Linked DNA regions of Mus musculus: region 1 is linked to region 2. Evidence: chromatin contacts called from public capture Hi-C data. All regions are on one chromosome and are shown on one strand. The core of a region is the stretch at or near the end of the contact, and the rest is flanking DNA. Distances in the headings are between cores, read along the strand shown. Region 1 overlaps Src (Rous sarcoma oncogene). Region 2 overlaps Manbal (mannosidase, beta A, lysosomal-like).

Region 1 (4,941 bases), core at 511-3,010, 65 kb before region 2:
AATCAAAGTCCCCAAGCCTTACCTGCTCCAGGGAGAGGCCTCCACAGCCCAGCACATACCTCCAACCAGCAGCTGCCCCCCTCCCAGGGATGCTGCCCTTACCTGCTGTGGCTCACTGTCCTTCCTTGGATGGGCAGTCTGATAGAGACAGCCCCCTCTCCCGGGGACATCTTGCAGGGACCCCGGCCTGCTTCTATCCACCCCTGACCTGGTCTGGTGTAACCCACTCCCCACCACACTGCCTCCCTCCCTGGCCTACAGAATACACTGGGTCCTGCATGTAGCTGGCACCCAATGTGGAATCACAAATCAGAACAGGGAGGAAGAGAGCTAACAGGAAGGTGTGGGGAGAAGATGGAGGGTCGGCTCATACAGGTGGGATGCAGGGTAAGCTAAAGGGACGGGGAGAGAGCTGGAAACACACAGGGGCGGTGGAGGAAGCACATGCAGAGAGCAGCCCCCAGCCTCAGCGAAGCATCCCCCTCTACCTGGCCTCGGTACACACCTGACATCCACCTTCCTCCTAAGGGCCAGCGAGAGAGAAGCAGAGAGAAGGAGAGGCTGAGGTGCGAAGACAGGGCCCAGGACAAGGGAGGATACTGGTTGGGGTCTAGGGAGGGCCGCCACCCACCAAGAGCAGAAGCAGCCCTGTAGGCTCTGCACCGCCCTCTGCCGGCAGCTCTCGGTAAGACAGACCCACGCTCCCAGTGCAGTCCCCGCCAGGCCACTCACGTGTTATTGACAATCTGCAGCCGCTCCCCTTTCTTGAAGGACAGGTCAGTCTCTGTCCGTGACTCATAGTCATAGAGGGCCACAAAGGTGGTCACCCCACCTGCAGAGAAGGATGAGAGGTGTCAGAACCCTGCAGGGGCTGGGTCAGGCGCCGTTCTCACTCACCAGCCTGTCCCTGGGAGGAAGCTAAGTACGCTGTGCCTTCCTGCTGGGCTGCAGACTAGGTGTTCCTTATCTAATGAGTCTATTGACACAAGCAGAAGTCCCGTCCCCGTCCCCGTCCCCCCCGTCCCTGTCCCCCCCCCCCCCCGAGATCAGGCTCCCTTGCTCTGCACTCAGGGGCAGCACACAGAAGATGCCCCAAGCCCCACACTTAAGGGACTCTGCCTGTGTGTGTGCCTGGCAGCTCGAGGTTTCTGGTCCAAGTTTCAGGACCCTTCCCCTGATTCTCCCCTCACCCACAGCTGCTCCGTGGAATCCTGCATCCCACCCTCGGTTGCCCGAGGCTCCACAAATGCTTCTCAAATGATCGAATGGGTGTGTGGCTGCATGGCGGGAAGTGGGCTGCCCGTCCAAAGGTCTCACCACAACCAAGTTCCTGTGGTGGGATGTGGAGCTGGGAACCCCTACATCCCGTGTCTGCATTCTGCATGCAAGATGGTAGACAGGCCCATCTGAGGGGGCGAGGTTGTATGCACACCTGTATCTGTGTGTGCTCTGGCCCAGGTGTCTCTAGGAATTGTTGGTGTCTCCACTCAGTGTGGGTTCATGCCCAATGTGGGCATATAACATGGTTGAGTCTGGGTGGGATTTGTACGTGTAGGTGTGCAGCCATGCGTGTGGCTCTGTCTGAGCGTGGGATTTGCACGCATGGGCGTGCAGCCGTGAGTATGGCTCCGTCAGAGTGTGGGATTTGCACGTGTGGGTGTGTAGCCATGCATGCAGGAGCGTGAGTCACCCCGCTCAGCTCCTGGGCGGCAGGGCTGCCGCACCACACAGCGCCAGCAGAGGGCGCAGGGGCGCACTCGGGCCATCGCACAGCAGAGCCAGGAACAAAGGCTGGGCGGAGGCGGCAGCTAGTCCGTGGCGGTCCATCCCCTGAGGGCCTCAGGGTCCCCTCCCCTACAACCCTCTCCTTCAGAACCCGTTATATACTCTGAACCTGGGAGCCCGAAAGCGCCAGGAGCCCCGCTTTCCAGTTTACGAATCCTTCCCCATTCGCAGCCTCGGGAAAACCGAGTCCCCAGAACCCAGAGAGGGTGCACCACAGCTCAGGGACACACAGCAAGGGGGAGGGCTGACCTGCCAGAGGCCCCGCCCTCTGCGGGGAGGTGACGGTGTCCGAGGAGTTGAAGCCTCCGAAGAGCTTGGGCTCGGCCGCGGGCGGCACGAAGGCGGCGCTGGGCCCGCGGTGGCCGTCGGCGGAGGCGGGCTTGCTCGGTGTCTGTGAGGCCGGGAAGGCGCCCCCTGCCCCGTGCACGTTTTCCGAGGGCTCCAGGCTGCGGCGCCGCTGGCTGGCGTCCTTGGGCTTGCTCTTGTTGCTGCCCATGGTCCTGGCTAGGGGCGACAGAAATCCCCGAGGTAGAGGAGAGCCTCTGGGAGGAGACAAGCCACCCCACCCACTTATCGGATAGGGAAACTGAGGTCCTAAGAAGGGGACTAGCCACCCTGGGAGGACTCGTCTCATTACACCTGTCAAATGAATTGCTGGCACCTTAGGACACAGCTATGGAGAGAAGACATACCAGTCCAAAGTCCTGACTGCTGGACCCAAAGTCAGTTTCAGTCTTTCTTAGGCAGGGACACTTGAGTCATATCTATGTCCCCAGCACATAGGAGGGGCTCATTTAAGGATTGCTGAATGAATCCATGCCTGACAAGTCGTCTAACACTGGGGGAAGGTGCAGTACAGTACGGTGGCTTGAAGAAGGGATGGCCAGGCCTCCTGGTCACAGGACCTTTGCAAACACTATTCCCTGACAGCTTCACCTCCCAACTCAGTTTCCTTCAGCTGTCAGCTCAAAGTTACTTCCTGGGTCAGGCAGATGGCTACACAGGTAAAGGCACCTGTCACAGACACTGCTGACCTCAGTTCAATCCCCAGGACCCACATGGTGAAAAGAGGTGGACTGGGGCTGGAGAGGTGGCTCAGCAGTTAAGAGCACTGACTGCCTTTCCAGAGGTCCTGAGTTCAAATTCCAGCAATCACATGGTGGCTCACAACCATCTGTAACGAGACCTGATTCCTTTTCCTGATGTCTGAGGACAGCTACAGTGTACTTACTTACATATAAATCAAGAAAGAAAGAAAGAAAGAAAGAAAGAAAGAAAGAAAGAAAGAAAGAAAGAAAGAGGGAGGGAGGGAGGGAGGAAGGGAGGAAGGGAGGAAGGGAGGAAGGGAGGAAGGGAGGAAGAGAGGAAGAGAGGAAGGAAGGAAGGAAGAAAGAAAGAAAGAAAGAAAGAAAGAAAGAAAGAAAGAAAAAGAAAGAAAGGAAGGAAGGAAGGAAGGAAGGAAGGAAGGAAGGAAGGAAGGAAGGAAGGAAGAGAAACTTCAAGTCACATCCTTTAGGAAGGGGTCCTCAAATTCTTTCATGAGCCCCCAAACTACTGTACCCCCTTGGTTATATGTAGCCCCCTCTTCTTTTAATTCATGAATTGCTCCTGGTATGCACGGAGTGAGGTATACAGCAGGTGCTTAACAAACAACCAAATGATGAGCAGGGGGAGCAAGTCTGAGAGGTCCAGGGACCTGGATACACAGAGGGACCAAGTGAAAGGCCCCATGCCACCCGATGCCTGCTACCTTCCACATCCGTGCCCAACCCAGGAAGCTGGGCTGGGGCTCCCCTCTCCCATCTCTGCTCACCTGATAGGTAGCAGAGCTACCCCAGTGGATCTGGGGAGCAGACTGGGGCCTTGGTGCAGACACCAGCTGTAGTATCCGGGGTCTTGGCCTAAAGACCCTGTTGCACCTCTCCTGCTCCGTGTCCCTAGGCAAGCTGCTCCCTCTCCCTGGGTCGCAACATCCGCACCTGCAGAGATGCTGTGGGGTGTGGACATGAAAACCATTAGAGCTCTCACACACTCTCACACAGAGGATCAGGATCCCGCCAAAATGCCCTTTGACCTTCCCAAAGATCCTGTGAGTGAGAGGAAGTCAGATGGACGGCAGTTTGGAAGGCTCTGGAGCCCAATTCCCAAGTTGTACACTGGTGTGGCTATCGTCCCCTGTACCATGTCTTTCCCTTATGTGACAGAGCCATGACAAGACCAAATGGGGCCAAAGTCCTGCACACTAGCAGTCACTGGAATGTGTTCTGGATGTGCCACCAGGGGTTGTGGAGGAACCAACCACTCTTCTGGGCTGCAGGAGGCCTTGGCACCAGATCTCTCAAAGAAAGAACCCTGACAGGGGGCTGGAGAGATGGCTCAGTGGTTAAGAGCACAGACTGCTCTTCCAGAGGTCCTGCGTTCAATTCCCAGCAACCACATTGTGGCTCACAACCATCTGTAATGATATCTGATGCCCTCTTTACATAAAATAAAATAAATAAATCTTAAAAAAAAAAAAAAAGAACCCTGAGAGGAACAAGACTCTTCAGTTGTACTCGGTAGCAAGCTCTGTGGCTCCTACCCATGGGGACCCTGGTGTAGCAGTCAGTCCTATACCCTCAGAGCTGCAGACTGGGGTGTGGCTTAGGATGAAGCCCAGCCTCAGAGAATGTGGGCTGGGGAGACCTGCCCAATGGCTCCAGGGGTCACTAGATATTCCTGAGGGTCTGTCCAGCAGTGGGCATTCAGGGAAGTCCTGTTTCCATGGTAACCCATCCCTCAGGTCACAGTGCCCATCAGCACTGTCCTGAGACCTCTGCTGACAGATGGGTTTCCCCGCAGTCCAGTCCATCCACCCCACCTCCTTGAGGCTGTATAATTCCTGAACATCGGGTCCTTGACTTCAGAAGGACACTGAGAAACCATAAAAAATATGAAAACAGATTTTAAAGTGAAACCTATTTACAAGATACAAAGAATTACTTTGCAAGAGCTTTCTCTAGAATGAACAAGAACAAAACTGTACATGGTGTGTCCCCTGTCGCTGGAGGGAATCAAGAATGGGCTCCCTGCCTGAAGAGGGAGAGCCAGACCTGAAGATATGTGCACATCTTTTGAGGATACAGTCCCTGGGCTTGAGACCTTACACCAACCAAG
Region 2 (4,960 bases), core at 1,825-4,324:
TGGGGGTGGAGAAGGCAGTGGGCAGGTGGGTTATCACTGTGTGCTACAGCGGCTGGTGGTGGTGCCCTGGGGGAGGTCAGAGGCAGCCTTGGGCAAGAATCCCAGGTTCTCAGCAACTGGGACAGCTCTGCTCTGTTTCATACCCCGGGATGCGCTCTCATAAAATTTGGTTGGAACAAAGGTTTTGCTGCTGAAAAAAGAAAGTTCAAAGCTGCAGATCTGGGTCTGTCCTCACCAGGAGATAAATAAGCTGAGCCCCCGGAAGGCGCAGGCCACCCCAGGCCACTGAGGCCACTCTGCTCACAGCAGGGCAGGATCTGGAATGGCAGCTCCTGTGTGGTTTTCCTCTCATCTGGTGATAACCTGAAGAGTATTGTGGCCCCAAAGGACGCCAAAAGCAGGTTAGTCCAGGGGACGCCAGACACAACCTGGGCTTTGTCTTTAAGCTGCACTTGGTCTGCAGTGTTTACTCTTAAAATTCCATGTCAGGGTGGGGGTGTGGGGTGAGGCATGTTGGCTCAGCTGGGAAAGGTGTAGCAAGCCCAAAGGTCTCACGTAGTAGGAGAGAACAGAGAACTGACTCCTAAAACTGTGTTGTCCTCTGACCACCAAGTGCTTGTGGCACGCATGACCCCATGCAACAATAAACATATAAACAAATGCAATAAATAAAACAAACAAACAAATGAAATTAAAACAATGCACGCCAGGCTGGTGAGATGGCTCAGGAGTAAACAGCATTCGGCGTGCAGTTCAGTTTCCAGAGTCTCCATGAAGGCAGAAGGAAAACCTAACTCCATGATCGTCCTCTGACTTCCCCACGTGCTCTGTGGCTCCTATGCGCTTCACACATCACACACACATATTCACTCAAACACAAAACACTTATACAACTGCACTCAGAAACACACACAAGCATAACACCACACACACACTCACACACCTACATAAACACCTGCACACACTCATACACACCTGTATACACATACACAAACAGAAACACACACACTCTCCCATGCAGACTCACATACATAACACACACACAGTCTCATACATAACACATGTTCAGACATACATACACTGTTTACAAAAACACACAAAAATAAAGTTTTAAAATATTCAAGATCCATGCCAGCTGGGTGACCTCCCATGAACTGTGGACTCCTGGCTCCTCCTGGGTTCTTTGCATATACAGTGATGGCAGCTCTGTGTCCCCTTGTAGTGCTATGACTCAACAGCACTGTTCAGGGCCAACACCCCAAGGTACTAGCACAGCATTGGGGAAGGTCTACCTGCCTCCGACTCCTGATACAAGGTCTTACTGGGTAGCCTTGGCTGAGACTTAATATGAGAAAGGTTGCTGCTTGTTTTGCCTCTTGATATATTTTTCAAATTGTTATGAGATTTATTAATTTCGTTTTGTGTGTGTGTTGCCGGTATGTATGTATGTCGTATGTATGTATGTCTATCATATGTGTTCTCACTATCCAGAGGTCAGAAAAAGGTATTGGAGCCCCTGGAACTGGTGCTACAGATAGCCAAGAGCCGCCATGTGGGTGCTGGGAACTGAACCCAGGTCCTCTGCAGGCAAAGCAAGTACTCTCCAGTGATGAGCTATCTCTCCAGCCTTTAAATCTCTTGATCTTTATTTAAAGTAGAAAAATTAAAAAGCAGACTAAAGCTACCTCCTAGCTCTGGAAGACAAAGAGGTTCCTCTGTTGTGGTGGTTTGAATATGCTTGGCCTGGGGAGTGGCCCTACTAGTAGGTGTGGCCTAGTTGGAATAAGTGTGTCACTGTGGGCTTGGGCTTTAGCTGCCTAGAAGCCAGTCTTCTCCTAGTAGCCTTCAGATGAAGATGTAGAACTCTCAGCTCATCCTGCACCGTTCCTGCCTGGACACCACCATGTTCCTGCCTTGTGAACCTGTAAGCCAGCCCCGATAAAATGTTGTCCTTATGCCGGGCGGTGGTGGCGCACGCCTTTAATCCCAGCACTTGGGAGGCAGCGGCAGGCAGATTTCTGAGTTTGAGGCCAGCCTGGTCTACAAAGTGAGTTCTAGGACAGCTAGGGCTAGCTACACAGAGAAACCCTGTCTCGGGAAAAAAAAAAAACGTTGTCCTTATAAGGTTGCCTTAGTCATGGTGTCTGTTCACAACAGTAGAACCCTAACTAAGACATCTGTGTTGAACTCAGTGAGCCCAGGTTCTAGCTCATTTTATTTCCTGGCATTACCTGAGACACCAGGGCCCAGCCTCCTTCCTGCAGGGGAGGAACTGCAGCTCAGGGAACGGCCTTGTGGGTGTTATAAAGTTTCAGGACTGGAGCTCACAGCCCCCAAGCTGCTGAGCCGCCTCCTGCCATAAGTCAATGGTGTCCAAAGTCCCCCAACACTATTATGCAACTTGACCAAGAAAACAAAACAAAACAAAACAAAACAAAACAAAACAACAAAACCAAGCCTCAGAAGAGAGGCTGTCAACTGCACATCCCTGTAGAGTCCATTGGGCAGGCTCATGATTAAGGCAAACCCAGCAGGATATGATGTCTATGTCACTGAGGGCCTTGGAGCAGAGAGCTGCTCCTTATAGCACCTGCACACATCGTGGAAGCCGGCTGCCTCTACGTGCCCTGGGCAGAATTAAAACATACACCAAAGAGCTTACTGAGGCCTGTCCAGGTCTTCAGGATGGAGCTGATACTCTGTGCTCAAGCCTGTGGCAATGGGAGCTGGTACAGTGGCCTAGTGGCTGTCCTGTGCTGCTTCATGCTACAGAGGTTCTTCCTGCTGCCTTGTCCCTTTTGGCTCTGAGACTCCACCCCTATTCAACTACACACCAGATAACTAGTATGGGCATGTCCTGTCCCAATTCCTTCCAACTCAACCATCCCAGGCCACATGGCATCTTTCCTAGAGGCCCAGCCTTCCTCCAGCAGGAAGGGTGACCGGGATCCCAATGGTTCACCTTCCACTATTCTGCAACAGGTCTCAGAGCTTGCTGACCCAACCTACTCTCTGTCTTGACTCAGCCACTCTCTAGCATCTGAGCCCCACCCCTTCCCATTCTGCCTGTCCCTGCCCTACCTCCGCCTCTGCTCACTCCTGTACCTGACAAAGGATGCTTCCCAGGTGCAGGTCTCTCCACCCTAAGCCTCCCCAGGGCTTCCTACCATCTACTGCCTCATGCCCCATACCTAAGAAGGCAGCTGAGCAGCCTAATAGCACCAAGGTCAGACAGCAGGGCTTCCCAGGAGCACCCTCTGTCCCTGCCCAGCTCCCCACCCTGTGGCTTGGCTACTCTTAAGAACATACTCCTGGGGTTGGAGTTCAGTGGTTAAGAGCACTTGCTGCTCTTACAGTGAACCCAGGTCCAGTTCCCAGCACCCATGTGGTAGCTCACAATCATTTGTATGTAACTCCAGTTCTAGGGGATCTGATACCCTTTTCTGGTCTGAAGGGTACACTTAGCTTCATGCCAACACAGAAAGCTAAAAAAATAACAACAAAGTCTGCTTCTAAAGACTGCCCAGCCTTCCTTCTCTGCTGTGTTCCTTTACGGAAGTGCCCAGCTACTTTATAACACCACCAACACTCTACCACAGACACGTGTGCTGTGTGTATGGTGTACGCATGTGCATGCATTCATGTGCATGCGTATGTACGTAGGTATGTGTGTACACATGTGTGTGGAGGCCAGAGGCTGATGCTGGATGTCTTCCTTTATTGCATGTCACCTTTAAGGTGACATGTTCTCATGTCTGTCTCACCCAGCTAGCCATCTGCAGGGCAGTGGCTCCGTGAACGAGTGAGCGAATGCGGTGAAAGAGCGGCAGGGCCTCTTGGTTCCTATGAGCTCAGGGCCCAGCAATTTTCACATCCAATACCTACAGCTTCCAGTGTTGCTACCAGTCACACCACGGCCACACAGGCCACAGCAGTCACACCAACAAGGCAGACACAGCAGTCACACCACGGCAGTCACACCACAGCAGACACAGCAGTCACACCCCTGCCATAGTAGCCCTAACACTGCTGGTAGTTAGCAAGTCAGGCCCTGTGCCACTCATCTAGACAAAGTGCCAGGATGGGCCTCAGGCTGTAAACACAGGGAACAGCACCCAGAAAGGACCAGGGCTGGTTTGAGAGCTCAGTTGATGAGCAGCAGAGCTAGAATCTGTGTCTCTCACTGCTTCATTATTAACTATGAAATCTATTTTCTATACTTAGCAGCCCCCCAGAGTCGCATGCAAGAATGAGAAGATTCTGTCTGTCCCCTTCTTGTGACCAGTGGTCCTGGAGGAGTCAGAAGTGCGGTTAACAGTGCAGTCATGTTTGCTCTATGCAGTGGAAGCCGTCCTCTGTGGGTGTGTACACACCACGGTCATCATGCCTCCCGATGCATTTGCTGTCTCCTCCTCGCCCTAACCCTGCCATACCTCAGCTTTTGGCACTGCCCCCCATGTGCTGCCCAAGTTCATTTCTAAGCTCTCCCTGATCCCTCACGGCCCCACACCCATCTGCTCCCGAGGCCTGTTTATATTGTTGCTTCTAGATTTGCTCATCCCAACCACATATACAGTCCACTGCCCACATGGACCTACAGCAGCTTGGCCACTGGGCGTTCTGCATCCTCTCGAATCCTTTCTTCTCCTCATCCTCCACACTAGCAGTAGTTTCTTTTCCTAAAACGATGACAACAGTCATGACTGGGCCTGTTTTCAGATTTTAAAATGTTACTCGTCTTTTGTATAAGATGGATTTTAAAAGACCCCGTTTGGTTTCTGGGAGGCAGTCAATTCCAGCCTTGGCCTGTTCCTCTCACTCAGCCACTGGCACTGCTTGCTGACATTCACCTGTTGTACAGGGTCCTCTGTTTATTCATGTGTGCCCAGTATAAGAAGCTCTGTGCTCACCACAGGGGCTGCAGAAGGGCCAGTGCACTCCAGTCATTTGTTCACTGGGC

The links. Capture Hi-C pulls out chosen DNA fragments and counts their contacts.
Region 1: a capture Hi-C map of embryonic stem cells shows a contact between it and region 2, with 2.3 times the contacts expected there. The contact joins two enhancer-like sites. A contact is called at or near these places in 2 of 15 datasets of contacts at CTCF or cohesin (embryonic stem cells and pro-B cells), 21 of 484 Hi-C or Micro-C datasets (the G1E-ER4 cell line, the HPC-7 cell line, cerebral cortex and 9 more), 18 of 115 datasets of contacts at active chromatin or transcription factors (CD8 T cells, Th17 cells, bone marrow-derived macrophages and 10 more) and 3 of 9 other capture datasets (adipose tissue, embryonic stem cells and liver).

Annotation. Positions count from the first base shown.
Region 1 is chr2:157,454,425-157,459,365 of GRCm38.p6, reverse strand. It overlaps Src (Rous sarcoma oncogene), which reads right to left. Exons shown (of 15, transcript NM_009271.3): 3 at 3,599-3,775; 4 at 2,035-2,289; 5 at 733-832; 6 at 506-523. The coding sequence starts at 2,281. Among named protein-coding and RNA genes, the nearest start is that of Src, 33 kb to the right of the region's middle. Within about 2 kb of position 1,760, at least 170 of the 459 cell types and tissues checked have an H3K27ac peak or open chromatin away from gene starts, as enhancers often do. A contact at or near this core is called in differentiating embryonic stem cells and embryonic stem cells, where this site is marked.
Region 2 is chr2:157,390,560-157,395,519 of GRCm38.p6, reverse strand. All of the region lies in intron 2 of Manbal (mannosidase, beta A, lysosomal-like), which reads right to left. Among named protein-coding and RNA genes, the nearest start is that of Manbal, 25 kb to the right of the region's middle. Within about 2 kb of position 3,074, at least 19 of the 459 cell types and tissues checked have an H3K27ac peak or open chromatin away from gene starts, as enhancers often do. A contact at or near this core is called in differentiating embryonic stem cells and embryonic stem cells, where this site is marked.